2 separate regions of the Manis pentadactyla genome follow, and region 1 is linked to region 2. A link is a contact called in public Hi-C data. All regions are on one chromosome and are shown on one strand. Each heading gives the region's core, a stretch centred on a gene start, on an enhancer-like site or on the middle of the called end of the contact. The rest is flanking DNA. Distances are from core to core; before and after follow the strand shown. Region 1 holds the start of NAA25 (N-alpha-acetyltransferase 25, NatB auxiliary subunit). Region 2 holds the start of HECTD4 (HECT domain E3 ubiquitin protein ligase 4).

Evidence for each region. Hi-C and Micro-C count contacts between places; a contact is called where the count stands out from the background.
Region 1: a Hi-C map of blood shows a contact between it and region 2, with 4 times the contacts expected there. The contact joins the promoter of NAA25 here to the promoter of HECTD4 in region 2. A contact is called at or near these places in 3 of 3 Hi-C or Micro-C datasets (blood, fibroblasts and skin fibroblasts).

What each region holds. Positions count from the first base shown.
Region 1 is chr14:21,317,049-21,320,229 of mManPen7.hap1, forward strand. It overlaps NAA25 (N-alpha-acetyltransferase 25, NatB auxiliary subunit), which reads left to right and starts at 1,909. Exons shown (of 24, transcript XM_036929373.2): 1 at 1,909-2,284. The coding sequence starts at 2,227.
Region 2 is chr14:21,087,263-21,090,445 of mManPen7.hap1, forward strand. HECTD4 (HECT domain E3 ubiquitin protein ligase 4) reads left to right here and starts at 1,441. Exons shown (of 76, transcript XM_036929525.2): 1 at 1,441-1,780. The coding sequence starts at 1,604.

The sequences.
Region 1 (3,181 bases), core at 659-3,158, 230 kb after region 2:
TTAAAAATTAAAAATGTAATAATGCTCACTGTAAACAATCAAACAATGCAGATGTGCATGAAGTAAAAAGAAAAAACATGTGTTTCCTCCTAAGAGGTAACCCCTGTAACACTGGTATAATTGTTAAGTGCAGATTTGAAAGTGAGACCACCACAAATTTCACCATTTGTATTGATCTTGGGCAAATGACCTAATATCTGCACACTTCAAAATTCTCATTTAAAAATGAGGCTCACAATAGTACATATTCCACCAGTTTGTGAGAATGAAATGAGATGATGTATGAAAAAGATCTTATGAATGGATAAAGAAGATGTGGTACATATACACAATGGAATACTATTCAGCCATAAGAAGAAAATAAATCCTACCATTTGCAACAAAATGGATGGAGCTGGAGGATATTATGCTCAGTGATATAAGCCAGATGGAGAAAGATCAGTACCAAATGATTTCACTCATTTGTAGAGTATTAACAACAAAGCAAAACTGAAGGAACAAAACAGCAGCAGATTCATATACTCCAAGAAGGGACTAGCGGTTACCAAAGGGAAAGCGGGTGGGGAGGGAGGGATAAGGGGATTAAGGGGTATTGAGATTAGCACACATAATGTAGCGGGGGCACGGGGAAGGCAGTATAACATAGAGAAGACAAGTAGTGACTCTATAGCATCTTACTACACTGATGGACAGTGACTGTAATGGGGTATGTGATAGGGACTTGATAATGGGGGGAATCTAGTAACCACAATGTCGCTCATGTAATTGTATATTAATGACACCAAAAGAAAAAAAAAAAGAAAAAAATCTTAGTGCAGTTTCTGGTATATAGTAAATGCCCAGTAGATGCACACTATTATTATTGTTAATTATCATTATAGTTTTTTTCTAGGTATGTGTATTTTTTAATAGCAATTCCTAACTTGCTGTTCCAGTGGATTCTAAAGACTTTTGATCTAGACTCCTTACCTTAATTCATATTTTTCAAAGAGTGGTCCTCAATTCGAATCAGAACCTCTGGGGATAGACTCCAGGAAGTTCATGTTTATCTAAAGTTTCCCAAGGGAATCTGATGTCCATGAAAACTGGAAAATCATACTCTTGGACACTAAAAAGCCCAGAAAGGGAAAGGAATGGAACATCAGAAGAAGGGGTCAACCCCAGCTGGTCAATGCTTACATTGGGGACATCGGGCCTGAGAGAGACCTGGGTTTGAATCACACTGACTAGTGTGGCCTTATGTCATGATATGACTGAGGCTGGCACACCTGATTGGTTCCCTCTCGCTCACTTTACCTTTAAGTCCTAGACAATTGTCACTTTTTAGCTGGGCTTTTCCTGACCACACTAAAATTGTCTCCCTCCTCCACTCGCCAGCCCGTTTTACTTTTCTCAGTATCATTTATTACCATCTAACATACTGTCTTACATGTCTCACCCCTTCAAGTTCCATGAAAGCTTTACTGTCGTATCCTCTATGCCTAAAACATAGAATGCCACGTAATATGGACTCATTCTGTGTTGCATGAGTAAACCCACTGGTAAAAACTAAAATATTTCTACCTCCTGGAGATACTAGGGCTCTTTTGAGTATTAATGAGACAATACATGTAAAAAGCTTGCAACACAGTGTTTAGGCACATACTGACCGAGTTACTTTTCCTCCAGCTTGACGGAGGTATAACTGCCAAATAAATTGACTGCATTACTATTAATCTACTATGCTCCTTAGTCGGCTGAGCCCCGGGAGAGGGGTGAAGGGATCTCGAACTTTTCTGGGAGATTTTTGCTGTTGATCACCTCCCTTTCCCCTACTGTCTCCTGGGTCACTCTCCCAGAGGAGTTCCTGGTTCCTCAACAATTAATCAAAGACAAGTCTAACTGGTCCTTCAGCACAGAGGATAAATAGGATAAACAGGAGCAGCCGAGCCCTAACTTCGACCAAGGGTATTTCTCCTTTCCTCACTCCCCGGTAGGTTAACTCGGAAGGGACTTCAACAGCCGCCTCTTCTTGCTACGTTTAGTCCTCCAACCACGGGAGAAAGTTTTTAGGAAGGAAGCAACTGGAGGAAAGGCGAGACGCGGAACTTCCCTTTCTGCACCGGCGCGTTCAGTGGCAGGCCTGAGACTATCGCGATAGACAAGCGAGATCGACTCTGGCCCTTTAACAGCCCCTTCCCGGGGCCCTGCCCCGCGCGTGCGCACTGCCGTTCTGCGCTTGTCATCATGGCGACGCGGGGCCATGTGCAGGACCCTAACGACAGGCGCCTCCGGCCCATTTACGGTGAGTGCCTGGGGCCAGCCTGGTGTCCGGCTGGGCGCGTCAAGGGTTGCCAATACCGTGGCGAAGGCCCCGGAGGGGCGCTGAGGGGTCGGGCGGGGGACTGGCGGGCGCGGGGGGCGGGCCGCGCGGTCCTCTAGGCCTCAGTCGCCGGCCTCGCGTAGTCGCTGGCCGGGCCTTCCTGAGCCCTGAGGTGGCAGCTGCGTCGTCCGGGCAGCTGCAGGTCATCAACAGAGCTAGTCCGGCAGGCTGGCCTGGTGAGACACATTCTCTCGCGGAGACCTGCCCGCAAGCTGCGCTGTTAGTGCCGCACCATGGAAGACCCAAGATCTCACCGCAGGTGGAAGCTGGTTCCGGCGTGGAGTGGGATACTTAACTTAAGGGAGAATTAACACTGAAGACTGTATTTACGGGAAACGGGCCTAGGCGGTTGACTGACCAGCTGTGAGAAATGGAGGTTTGAAGAGGGGAAGGGGCTGATACAAGGTCACCCACATCGAGTCAGGAGCAGGCCCGGATTCGAGGCCCCCAATCCAGGGCTCTTTGCTGGAGAAACAGCTGCTTGGGCACAGGTGGGAGGCAGGGGTTGGGGGCGGAGGGAGGGTGTCTTTGGGCCTAAAATAGCTGTGGAGAGACTGCAATAGCTCACATCAGAGGGGCGTGCAAGGCTGCTGCAGGGCCTTTCCTTTCTGCAGCTTCTCTGCTTTTCTCTGCAGCACAGCTAAGTGGATCTTCCTGCATAACGCTTACCTCAACCCGTAGGCTTTAAGACCTTGAGGTCATCCTGCTCAGGTTGTGAAAAATCACAGATTTGAGTCTAGGAGAAACACCTTTTCAGTAACTGAAATGTTCTGTAACAGTGGTCCCTTTTGCATTTCCTTTCCTCTTAGATGGTTGTAT
Region 2 (3,183 bases), core at 191-2,690:
TGTGTAGCCTCCCCCATTTTCAACATCCCCCACCAGAGTGGGACATCTGTTATGATTGACGAACCTGCAATGACACACCATGGGTCACTCTTGGCATACATTCTATGGGTTTGGACAAATATATAATGAATGACATGTATCCATCAGTGTGGTATCACACAGAGTATTTTCACAGCCCTAAAGATCCTCTGTGCTTTGCATATTTATCCCTCCCTCCCACAACCCCTGGCAACCACTGATCTTTTTATTGTTTCCATAGTTTTGCCTTTACCAGAATGTCATATCATTGGAATCATACAGTCAACAAGAAATCAACAAGGCTCTTCAGATTGGCTTCTTTCACTTAGTAATATGCACTTAAATTTCCTCATTTCTTTTCCTGGCTTGATGTCATTTCTTTTTGTGGCTTGATAGTCATTTCTTTTTATTGCTGAATAATATTCCATTGTGTGGATGTACCACCGTCTATCCATTCACCTACTGAAGGACATCTTGATTACTTCCAAGTTTTGGCAATTATGAATAAAGCTGCTATGAACATCCCTGTGAAGGTTTTTGTGTGAACCAACGTTTTCAAGTCCTTTGATGGGAATGAGTGCTTCATAGTTTTCTTTAAGTATAAAAGAAATACAAAGATGACTCACCTCAACCACGCCAGACTAGTCCCACTCTCCATGGCAACTCACATTAACAGCTGGATATGTGTTTTCCTAGTTTTCTCTACACATGTAGTTCTTCCCTTTCTTGTTTTAATAAAAATGGATGGCGTGCATATTTTTAAGGTGTATATCAATCAGTGCTAAAATACTGATGGAATGTAACAATACTGTCATTTTCACTCCCACTCAGTACCAGGCACCAGCATCAAGCGCTGTGACCAGTGCTTTCTTTTCATCAGGTTTTGAGTGCTTATCGGGTACTAGACTTTTTAGTAAATATGAACCGCCTTCTGCGCTGTTCCAGCAAGGGCTTACGAACAGGTGTGCAGCACCTATTCTGTGCTAGAGTTTTGCATATACTTTTTTTAAACATGAAAGCAGGGACTGAACCTTCAAGCTCCGCCCAAGGTCGGGGCTCCGGCCCGGGCGAGGAGCGCATCCGTGAGTGGGCGAGGAGGGCGCCCTCATCTCCTGATGGGCCCCAGACGCCCCCAAATGGCTAGGGGCAGGAAAAGGGTCAGGTAGGTCGGTCTGAGCGCAAGACCAAGCGGCGAGGAGGAGGAATTCCCGCAGAACCGAGAGCTCGGCAGCGGGGCGGGGCCAGGGGGCGGAGCCTGTATTGTCCGCTCCGCGGGGCATGCCGGGAGCCCCGCCCCCAACATGGCGTCTCACTGACAGTTGGCTGCTTAGCGGCAGAGGCGGTTTCTCCTCTTCAGGGCGGCGGCGGTGACGGCGGCGGCGGCGGGGCAGGGGTCTCCGGGGCCGGAGGGTGGGGGATGGCGACTCGGACTGCCTAGGGCGGAGCTGCAACGGGCGAGGAGGCGAACGGGGCGCTGCAGGCTGGCGCGGCGCCTGCTGCCATGGACTGGTGATCGCGGCGGCTGCTGTTGGCGTTTCCCCTGGCCGGGTGGCTGCTCCTCACCACCAGCCTCTCAGCCGGGGCCATGGGCTCGTCGGCGGCCGCGGCGGCTGCTGCGGCGGCGGCGGCGGACTCGGCGCAGTGGCTCTCGGTGAAGGAGGAGACCATCTTCCTGCATGACGGGCTGATCCGGGTCACCGACCTGGCCGAGCTGCCCAGCGAGATCCTTGGGGCCCCGGAGGCCGCCGACACCGACTTGGAGGTGAGAGACGCAGCTCCTCGGCCTCCGCCATCGGATTGGCCCACCCGCCAACACCCCGGGGTCGGGCCCTCACATCTCCGCCTCACCCCAACCTGGAGTCCGAGGCCCCCAAAGGCTATCCCGGCAGGTGTGGGCGCAAGGCGGGCAGTGGGGGGCCGCGGCCGCGGGTCTGCAGGCCGCCCGCCTCCCTGCCTCCTCCGGGCCTCACACCCCCAGGGATTTCGTTTTGAACGTTCCGACACACGGCATTTTATTAGACTATGGCCGGGCACGGCCTCCACGCCCTGTGCAGGAGCCGCCGTCACCTCCCCGGCTGTCTCCCCTCCCCCGCGGACCCTCTCGGACTCCCTTCCAGGGCACGCCCAGGATGCTTAGTTTTGGGGACATTTTAATTTTATGCTGTACACTTCCCCCCTTTCTTTCCCCAGCTCTGTGTTGATTTTTTTATTTTTTCGGGGGAGGGTAGTGGCAACAGCGTATCCGTGATGGGCAATCCAGCAACTTACATGTGTCGTGCCTGGGATTGACACGGGGCCTTTGTCAGCCATGCAGGTGGTGTGGACAGCGAGAGGGATGCTACAGCGGCCCTCCGTGCGCTCCCCGCGGAGGGTAACGGGCGCTTTAGGCCACAAGGTCTTTTTGTGAGCTCCAGGGTCGTGCAGAAGCCGAGGCTTAAGAGCCGTGGCAGGTGCAAAAGCAGATCTCAGCAACTGTGCTGCTGGCTGTGGGGGCAGAAGGAAACCAAATATGCTCGGTTGTTGGGAACTTTGCACCGACTTCACGTGGTTTCGGGTTTGCCCAGATGTGGGAATACTGACTGGTAGCATCGTTTCTTCGAGGCCAGCCGAGGCTGACACTCCTTCCCCTCCACTTTGTGGGATGACATTTTGATGAGTAGGTAGCATGGGGTGTCATGAAATTCTTATTGTCACAAGGAGGACTCTCCGGGGTAGGGCGCAGAGAGGATGGCCTGTCTTCTGGCTATAAACGGAATGTGAGGAATCTTTTGTGTTTTGCGGTTTTGCATGCACTATAGAAATAGATTAAAACCCATTACTGTGTGTGTGTGGAAACGGCAGCGAGCGGATCTCGCTGGTCGAGATTTCTGGACGTGCCTGACATGTAAATACGTTCCCCTGTATTTTTGTGTCCGGATTTGAGGTTGAGGTTGCAGCATTCCCACTGTGAACTCTTAATTGACTTATTTTACAGTCCGGCCACCAAAAAAAGGGAAGGTACAAGTTAGTAGGGAATTCCTATCATGGAATCATAGTTTTATTATGTCTCATTTGGACCTATTCTATAAAAAGCAAGGTGTGTCTGAGTGTCTTACCTACTTGAAAACTGAACGTATATTATACTATAATGATGGAAATCTTTTGACTTAATTGGCTCTGTTGTAT